3 separate regions of the Mus musculus genome follow, and regions 2 and 3 are each linked to region 1. The links are chromatin contacts, called in public HiChIP or PLAC-seq and promoter capture Hi-C maps. All regions are on one chromosome and are shown on one strand. Each heading gives the region's core, a stretch centred on a gene start, on an enhancer-like site or on the middle of the called end of the contact. The rest is flanking DNA. Distances are from core to core; before and after follow the strand shown. Region 1 holds the start of D430001F17Rik (a long non-coding RNA gene). Region 2 has its middle 11 kb from the start of Gm41497. Region 3 holds the start of Kcne1 (potassium voltage-gated channel, Isk-related subfamily, member 1).

Region 1 (2,903 bases), core at 38-2,537:
ACGGAACAAACAACCCAGAGGACAGAAAGACCAACACCCTCCTTCCTACTTGAGCTACATACAAAAATAGCAAGCTCCAGAAAAGCCCACAGCAATAGGAGAGGTGGGCGCTATGCAAATGACCTAGAAAGAGCCACGGACCTCGTGCTTTTCCCTCAGTTCTCGAGCCCAGTCTCATTCTTTCGAGTAGTTTTCCTTTCTTAATCGAATGTCGGACTGGAGAGATGGCTCAGAGGTTAAGAGCACTGACTGCTCTTCCAGAGGTTCCTAGTTCAATTCCCAGCAACCACATGGTGGCTCATAATCCTCTATAATGAGGTCTGGTGCCCTCTTCTGGCCTGCAGGCGTACATGCAAGCAGAATGCTGTATACAGAATGAAAAAAAAGAACTCTTTTGGGGGATGCTATTAAAAAATAAAGTCACAACTGATTAAATCGCAGAGAACCACTGATGCTGGGATATCCATCCCCAATTGTCACATCAACAACACATTAGGCAGAGTGTATATCCTAGAAATGACAGGAAATGGAAACCTCAGCAACATGGCTGCCCTAACAGGATGAGAACAGCGATAGCACCAGTAGACATGCTAATGCGAAAGAGATCAATCTCAGAGGCCCCTGCCCCTAGACGAAGGGCTAGAGGCCTGAGAAAATGGGAGAGTTAGCCTTACATAGAGATGAACCCTCTATGATGATACCAAGGGCCAGCCCTAAAAACACACGCACACAAGACACACCAAATGAACCAAGCAGGCTGTACATATACACACACACCTCTGCATAGGTGGGTTAGGGTTAGGGTTACCTATGTATATATGCGAATAACAACAATAATTTTTAAAACTGAAGCCATGAATTTGAGAGGGAAGAGAGGGAGGGGGAAACTAGTTATTTCTAACCCACCAGCCAAGCCGACCGGAGAGGCAGGTAGGCTAGCAGATCTCCTCTTTCCCTCCTCACCTCCCCCGTCTCATCCTCAGCTCTGTAGCAGATGACATATTGTGGCGTCTCCTTACTCTCTGCCCCATTCCCAGGTGACTACGCAGATCCTGAAGGAACGCCATGCTTTCCTCCTTCCTCCTTCCTCCTGCCCCTGCCCTCAGTCCAGCCCAGCCTTATTCCTAAGTGTCACCTCCCAGTGCTTAGAGACCTTTTACCTGGAAACTCAGTGGCCACACCTAGCAGGAGCTCAAAAGAATTTCCTACCAGGCAACACACAGCCACCACACCCTCCTGAGAAGCAAAGAGGACAACAGAAACCAAGGAACAAAACATCCACCCAACATAGTCAAGACCAGATATAGGCACCTACAGTTACCAACACCCTGAAGCCAGATGCCTAGACACCAGCAGAATCACAATCAAAAACAGGCGGAACAATATGTCTCCTCTAGAACCCAGCAACCCTACCGCAGTAGGTCCTGAGAACGGCCACATAGTTGAAGTACAAGACAGAGACCTTAAAATAGCTGTTATGGATATAAAAGAGGTCCTTAAAGAGGAAATGAATAAATCCCTTAAATCTATTAAAACATACAGAGCAGGGGAAGGAAATGAATAAAACAGCTCAGACCTGGAAATGAAAATAGAGTCAATAAAGAGAAGCCAAGCTGGGGAAGACCTCGGAGTGAAAACCGTAGGAGCTCAAGCAGGGCCCCCAGAGGCAACAGAAGAAATGGATACCTCAGTCAAAGAAAATGTCAAGTCTAAAAACATGCTGGCACAAAACATTCAGCGACACAGGACACTGTGAACAGACCAAATCTAAGAAAAGTGTAGGGCTGGAGAGGTGGCTCAGTAGTTTAGATCACTGGCTGCTCTTCCAGAGGTCCTGAGTTCAATTTCCAGCAACCACATGGTGGCTCACAACCATCTGTAATGGGATCTGATGCCCTCCTCTGGTGTGTGTGAAGACAGTGACAGTGTGCTCATATAAGTGAAATAAATAAATGAAGAAGAAGAAGGAGGAGGAGGAGGAGGAAAGAAAGAAAAGGGAGAAAGGAAGAAAGGAAGAAATGAAGAAAGAAAGAAAGAAAGAAAGAAAGAAAGAAAGAAGAAAGAAAGGAAGAAAGGAAGGAATAAAGAAAGAAAGGAAGAAAGAAAGAAAGAAAGAAAGAAAGAAAGAAAGAAAGAAAGGAAGGAAGGAAGGAAGGAAGAAAGAAAGAAAGAAAGAAAGAAAGAAAGAAAGAAAGAAAGAAAGAAAGGAAACATAGGAAGGAGAAGAAGCGAAGAAGCTTAGGTCAAAGGCCCAGAAAACATTTTCAGCAAAATCAGAGAAGAAAATTTCCCTAATGTAATCAAGGAGATGCTTATCAAGGTACAAGAAGCATACAGAACACCAAGTAGATTGGACCAGAAAAGAAATTCCCCTCAGTACATAATAATCAAAACACCAAGCAAACAGAACAAAGAATATTAAAAGTTGCAAGGGAAAAAGACCAAGTAACATATAAAGGCATATAAAGGCAGACACCTGACTTCTCAATGGAGACGCTAGAAGCCAGAGGGCCTGGATAGATGTTCTACAGACTATAAGAGACCTCGGATGCTGGTTCAGACCACTGTACCCAGCTAAAACCTTCAATCACAAGAGATGGAGAAATTCCATGATAATACTAAATATTCAGCTACAAATCCATCCCTACAGAAGGCTCTAGGAGGAAAATTCCAACAAGAAGAGGTTAACCACACCCAAGAAAACACAAGGAATAAATAATCCCAGACTAGCAAATCAAAAGGGAGGAAACACACACACACCTAAATAATGGAATCACCATTGTTCATTGCTCATTGATCTCTCACAACACCAGGGGTCTCAATTCCCCAGTAAATAAATTCTGACAATAGACTAACAGAATGTATGCAAAAACAAGAACCATCCTTCTGCTTCATCCAAAAAA
Region 2 (2,729 bases), core at 225-2,724, 280 kb before region 1:
GACAATACATTTACGACTTATGTTTCTTGAGCCTCATAGTCTCTGGGTTTTTGTTATGTCACTCTTAGCTAAATAACATGATTTTATTCCAGAGAACAAAAGAGATGTGAAATACAGTACACAAATAGAAAGATTTGGGGGACAGTGTGCTTGGGACAGACTCTTCTATTTGAACTGTCAAATAGAGCTGTTGAAAATGATTCCAAATGGCAGTAATAATATAAAAAGTAGGCTTGGCCTGGCAGCAAGCCAACGGTAGAATGGATAAGTACACTATCAGAAATAATGAAAGTCTTAAATATCTAGCAAAAGCCAAGCAAACCTGCAGCCTGTAGACTTCTGGAGCTCGAGAGGGATTGACCACAGCAGTTAAGTTTAAAATACAAAAACAAAAACAAAAACCATTTCAGCTTCTGGGGTGCTCTGGACACTCTTCTTGATGTCTACAAACAGCTCTACTTGGGTCAAGCTTTACTGTGCATGAAGTACCTTGTGCTTTATGCAGCTGAACCAGTCCAAAGATACAGGCAGGGCAGAGAAAAGGATCCTCGTTTTTAGAAATGAGACGTCTGTGGCTGTGAGACTCATTTGCCTGAGTTAAATAATTAATTTTTGTTTTACTAACCATAATTTATTTTGGTTATAAGAAACAGTAAGCAGTGTTAAGTAACTCAGAGGTAAAACAATTAATAGTCTGGATTCTCCCAAGCGGTGTGAGACTGCCCTTTAGGCGAGCAGACCCACAATTTCCCCTGAGGCCCTCTCTCCTACAGGGAGTAGAGGGTCTTTACCCACACAGCTGCTAAAAAGATAAGCCCACGGCCTGTCCTCAAGACCTCATTCTCTGATCAAAGTTCCAACTCCCTGATGAGAAAACATTAAACTGCCGTTTGAGCCTATGTCTGTCAACTGTGGCCTGAGGAAAGGGTCATGTGACACAAGCAAGGTGTGGTAGGGGCTTGGTAGAGAAAGGAAAATCAGGTGGCTGACCGAAAGGTCAGGGAGACGCACACCCGCTGTCTTTCTACTCCATTCAAACGCTCCAGGCTGTTCAAGTTTGCTTTCTGTTGCTGTGAGAAATACCACGACCAAAAGCAACGTAGGGAGGAAATGGCTACGTTGTCTGTAATAATTAGGTGTTTGGATCAGAATTCTTCTGCATATTTGGGTCATCTGAACAGTGAGAGGTGACATAAAAGGTATACCTGCCACTTTAATCAAAACTCTGGCTGGCGCCCATATTTCCCTTGCTGGCCATTGGGCAGCTTCCTTTGCTGTGACCCACACATATGAGGGATGTCTCAGGATGTGGGAGAATGAGGTGTCTAAGCTGCATCTCCAGAGGCTTTTCACACCGTGCTGTTTACGACCATCTCAACTGGCCTCTGTGCCTCTCGCCTCTGTCTCCTAACTGTCCTGTCTCTCAGAAGCCTACCGCTGTAATCCCTCTTTCATGCTGCCAAAGGTTTATCTCGGGACTCACAGCTAATCAGATTCTGTGGACTCTCAGATGCCCAGTGCCTACAGTCAGGCCATCCTCATTCCTGTCACCAGTTTCCCTCTGTTTACACATTAACACCAACTTGGCTCTGCTCTGCACATACATTCCTTTTCATTATCACCATGGTAAACACGATTGTTCTTACTCTCCAGCCTTACAGACGTCAGTTCTCAGATCACAAGCCAAAGGTCACAGGCCAGTAAACACTAGAATTACATTTTGAATTCAGATCTGACTGGAAAGCAAATTCCTTTTCTACTTGGTCACGCTAAACTAATGTGTTGCTGCTCTCCGGGGACACTGAACCAGAGTGGGAGAGAGAGAAACAGAAGTAGAGACAGACAATGACAGAGACAGTGACAAAGGTGACTAGGAACTGATTTGTGTGATTATAGATCTAAATGAAGATGAAGATAAGAAAACCTGAGGTGCAGGGTATGGTGTGGTAGTGCACACCTTTAATCCCATCACCCAGGATGCTGAGGCAAGCTGGTCTCTGAGTTTGAGGCCAGCCAGAGCAAGTTCTAGGACATCCAGGACCACACAGAGAAACACTGTTTGGGGGGTGGGGGATGGGGTGGGGTGGCATAAATTCAGTTAGAGTCCTAATGTTTGAGAACCCAAGGAAGCTGATGCTCTAAGTCCCGGGATCTTAGGACAGAAAGCTTCAGTCTCCTCTCCCTCTTCCATTCATTCTATCAGTGAATGCTTATCCGCATTCTAGAGTCCACTGATTCAAATGCCAACCGTGGAACCAAATACAATGGGTTGACTTCTGGGTGAGTCGAAAGCCACGGGCAAGCATAGTCAGAGAAATAACAGGCAAGATTTATTACCAACAACAAACTCCCCAAACAATGGCCTCCCTGACAAAGGAAAGGCAGGCTTGGTTTAAGTACGCACACTTACCCACTTAAGGAAGAACTTTAGGAGAAGGTACCGACCTGAGCATGCTCAGTCTAAGACTGCAGTTCGAGGGGAAGATAGTGAAGACGTTTATGGATATGCTTATTTCATACATTATGGGGCACATACTAGAGGCATTAAAATGGCAAAGAGCTGTGCCTTGGGGCATTCTCGATTTGTGTTGTAAAGATGATGGACAGAAACTCCTCTGTGCATGCTCAGTTTTCTCCAAGATTTTTAACAGCAAGAGGTAGGTAGAAAGTATTTTGAAAGTATATTGATAGAGGCTTTTGCCCCTAGGGATGCCTGCTTCACTCAGAGG
Region 3 (2,930 bases), core at 38-2,537, 400 kb before region 1:
CAGTCAGAGTAACATAGTGAGACTGTCTCAACAAAGAGACAGATGAAATCCACATTATAACCAACCCACTAGGCGACATTTTGCTAGTGGCTTCATTGGATATTTCATTGAGAAATAACTTTGTATCATACAAGCCCTAGTTTAATTATTAATTGTATTTATTTATTTATTTGGCTTTAGGCATCAAGATTTTAATTATTATAAATAAAACTATGAAGAACCTTTATATCCTTAAGACTTCTCTAAACCCAGTGCCTCTCTTTGGAATAGATTTCTCAGAATAACATTACACGCTGGAGGCAGTCTAGTGCTCTCCACTGTGGCTCAGTACCTGGATTCTGCCACCCACATGGCCACAGCTCCCCATCTGCCTTTGTCAACAGGAGTATTATCTTGGAATGTTGCAGGTAAGCCCGTGGGAGGGCCTTCAGTTGTAGCCAGTTGTCCCCAGGAGCCCATAGGGGCTGTGGTCCTTAGAAGTGATCAGATGAGGAAGACCACGGGGGGGGGGGTGGCGGCGGGGGGGGGGGAGCAGTTACCCTTGGCTGTGTCCTTTCGCTGTAGGTCAGAAGCCTGCCTCTGTATCTCATCTGCCAGCCTAGCCAAGCCCTTCCACCGGAGCTGCCCCTGTTGACTCACACCTGTCAGGCGGGTGGGCAACGCTATGAAACTGACCAGGAAGTCACCTGAGCAACTTCAGAGCTTGCTCCTGCTGGGAGAGAAAGGCCGGTTCATACTTGCCTGGGAACTTCAGAGGTGGCGCCAGGGCTGAAGTTCCTCCAGCAACTGACTGCCCACAGCAGAGCCTCGACCATTTAGCTACCTCTGCACCGTCCATCCAGGACCAGGCACCCAGTAAGTAGATGCTCAAGGTAGCCTTGTAGAATAGCCGAGGAGCCACAGGGGTCCAGCAGGGTGTTAAGATAAAGGGATCTGGAGAGGTTCTGAGCCATCTCTGAGGTGCACGTGTTTGGAGCTATTTAATAGGGTGTTTGTCCGGTGCTGCCCTGGTCTGTCTTCCTTATTCTCCCACAGACTGCCTGCCAGCCCTAAGCCCACCTGCTGGAGTCAAAGTGTTTCCGGCCCTTGGGGCTGAGTGCAGCGTGCAGGGTGCAGGGTGCAGGGTGGGCTGGGTAACTTCAGAGACCTAGGCTGGCAGATAGCGAGCCAACCTGGCTGGAAGCCCCAGGGCTCTGTGAGGCTCCGCCCACCCAAAGCAACATCGCTTGAGTGCCTCTGGGCTTGTCGGTCCTAGACCCCGGCTCACAGGCACACACATCAAGGCTCCCGCTGCACACACCAGGTTCCCTTGGCTTCTAGACCCAGGTAAGTCAGGGGCTCCTGCCTCTGCAACAGGTACCCTGCTAGGACCAGTCTTGGCCTACAGGCAGGCACACAGCATGGGGGGTGGGGGGGCGCAGGGATTTAACTTGTAGCCAGTCCCCTCTCTGCCTGTCTTCACTTACAGGAAAGTTACAGGAAAACATTCTGCTTTTATTAGTAACTCAGTGGCATTCTCAGAGAAAATTTGGAAAATATCTAAAAGCATCAAATGAAAATTAAAACCGCCAACCCCAGTCCTCAGCCTTAAAGAGATCCCCCACCCCCAACTCAGCATTACTTGAAGCACACCAGCCACAAAGAACCTGATTTTATTTTTATCGTTTAATTATTTATTTAATTATTTTGATCAGGAAGGTTCTTTGAGTTTTGGATTTTTAAATTTTTTTGTTATTTATTTATTTATTTGCTGTGGGAAAGGCACGGGATGTAGAAAACATGGTTGATATCTGATAATGGTTGCAGTAATGCGGGAATGGGAAGCTTCTAGAAGAAACCAGGTGACAGCTATGGTGTGTGCCTAATCTCCAATCCCTACTGCAGCGCCACTGAGGTAAAGAGCAATTAGGGGAGGGAGGGCCCTTTGGGTCGTCTAATGCATCCCGCTCCCTGGGCTGTCTCTGTGTGGACTGATAGCTCACTTCAGCACAGGAAGTAATGTCTACCTCCACAGAGTAAGACTGTAACCAATTGTAGCTGCCATTTGTGGTCCCCGATGGGGCCTTTGCTAGGTTCACCATGCTGCTCTGATTCTTGGATACAATGTGAACTTGACTGAGGCCCAACACTTCTGCCTTCCTCCCCTGTTTGGTTTTTCCAGTCAATGAGGAAGGCACCGCAAGGCAACAGTCCTGGCACCACCCTACAGATCCTGCCTTTGATGGTGGGTTAGGGGTCATTTTAAAAGCATAAGCTCTTGAAGGACCTCGGAGAGATTCGCCCATGCCACCAGTGTCTCTGGGGGTGAGCGGCTGCCTGTGTGGTCACTCATTCTGGGAGCTGGATGGAACTCAGAGGCATCCGTGCATTCATGCATGGAGGCATCCGTGCATTCATGCATGCACGCCTGCTTCTGATGAATGATTACTGCATTCCCACCAGATGCAGATTCTGTTCCAGCTGTTGTGGGCAGAATGAAAAATAGCTCGTGCAGAAATCCCGCTTAGGCAGCTCGCCTTTCGGTGGGAAGATGAACATCCAACAGCAAGCACAGTAATGGAGAAAACTACACTACATACAAACATACAATGCTATGGGAAAGGATTGCAGGGTGAGCATTACGGAAAGTCAAGGTGCCGGGCAAAAGTACACTGCACCAATAATCACTTAAATCTTTTTAGAGATAAGGTAGTGAGCCATGTAGATGAAGAGATTGTATCATGAAAAAAATCATAAAAATAAAAACCTATAAATTTTAACAGGAATAATCGCGCAGGCTACTCCCTAAATGCAGTGGTTCCGGCTTGAACACTAGGGGTTCCCTCCCTTTACATAGCAAACCCTTCTCCTACTCTGGGAGGGAGAGACTGGCACCATGAGGGGCTGCCAGCCAGTGCTCTTACACTTTATCACGCTGTCTAGCCTTTGAA

Evidence for each region. Promoter capture Hi-C pulls out the DNA fragments that hold promoters and counts their contacts. HiChIP or PLAC-seq counts read pairs in DNA pulled down with a chosen protein or histone mark.
Region 2: an H3K27ac HiChIP or PLAC-seq map of extraembryonic endoderm stem cells shows a contact between it and region 1. The contact joins the enhancer-like site here to the promoter of D430001F17Rik in region 1. A contact is called at or near these places in 2 of 484 Hi-C or Micro-C datasets (bone marrow-derived DN3 thymocytes and bone marrow-derived macrophages), 7 of 115 datasets of contacts at active chromatin or transcription factors (astrocytes, differentiating embryonic stem cells, embryonic basal ganglia and 4 more) and 1 of 9 other capture datasets (embryonic stem cells).
Region 3: a contact with region 1 is called in a promoter capture Hi-C map of embryonic stem cells, with 2.6 times the contacts expected there. The contact joins the promoter of Kcne1 here to the promoter of D430001F17Rik in region 1. A contact is called at or near these places in 2 of 39 promoter capture datasets (cranial neural crest and embryonic stem cells), 2 of 115 datasets of contacts at active chromatin or transcription factors (astrocytes and extraembryonic endoderm stem cells) and 3 of 9 other capture datasets (embryonic stem cells, embryonic tail and embryonic trunk).

The regions. Positions count from the first base shown.
Region 1 is chr16:91,952,394-91,955,296 of GRCm38.p6, reverse strand. It overlaps D430001F17Rik (a long non-coding RNA gene), which reads right to left and starts at 1,287. Exons shown (of 4, transcript XR_876250.1): 1 at 1,020-1,287.
Region 2 is chr16:92,233,641-92,236,369 of GRCm38.p6, reverse strand. No RefSeq gene overlaps it. Among named protein-coding and RNA genes, the nearest start is that of Gm41497, 11 kb to the left of the region's middle. Within about 2 kb of position 1,474, at least 58 of the 459 cell types and tissues checked have an H3K27ac peak or open chromatin away from gene starts, as enhancers often do. A contact at or near this core is called in astrocytes, extraembryonic endoderm stem cells, pancreatic cancer cells and 1 more, where this site is marked.
Region 3 is chr16:92,357,231-92,360,160 of GRCm38.p6, reverse strand. It overlaps Kcne1 (potassium voltage-gated channel, Isk-related subfamily, member 1), which reads left to right and starts at 1,287. Exons shown (of 2, transcript NM_001362456.1): 1 at 1,287-1,326. All of the region lies in intron 1 of Gm30163 (a long non-coding RNA gene), which reads right to left.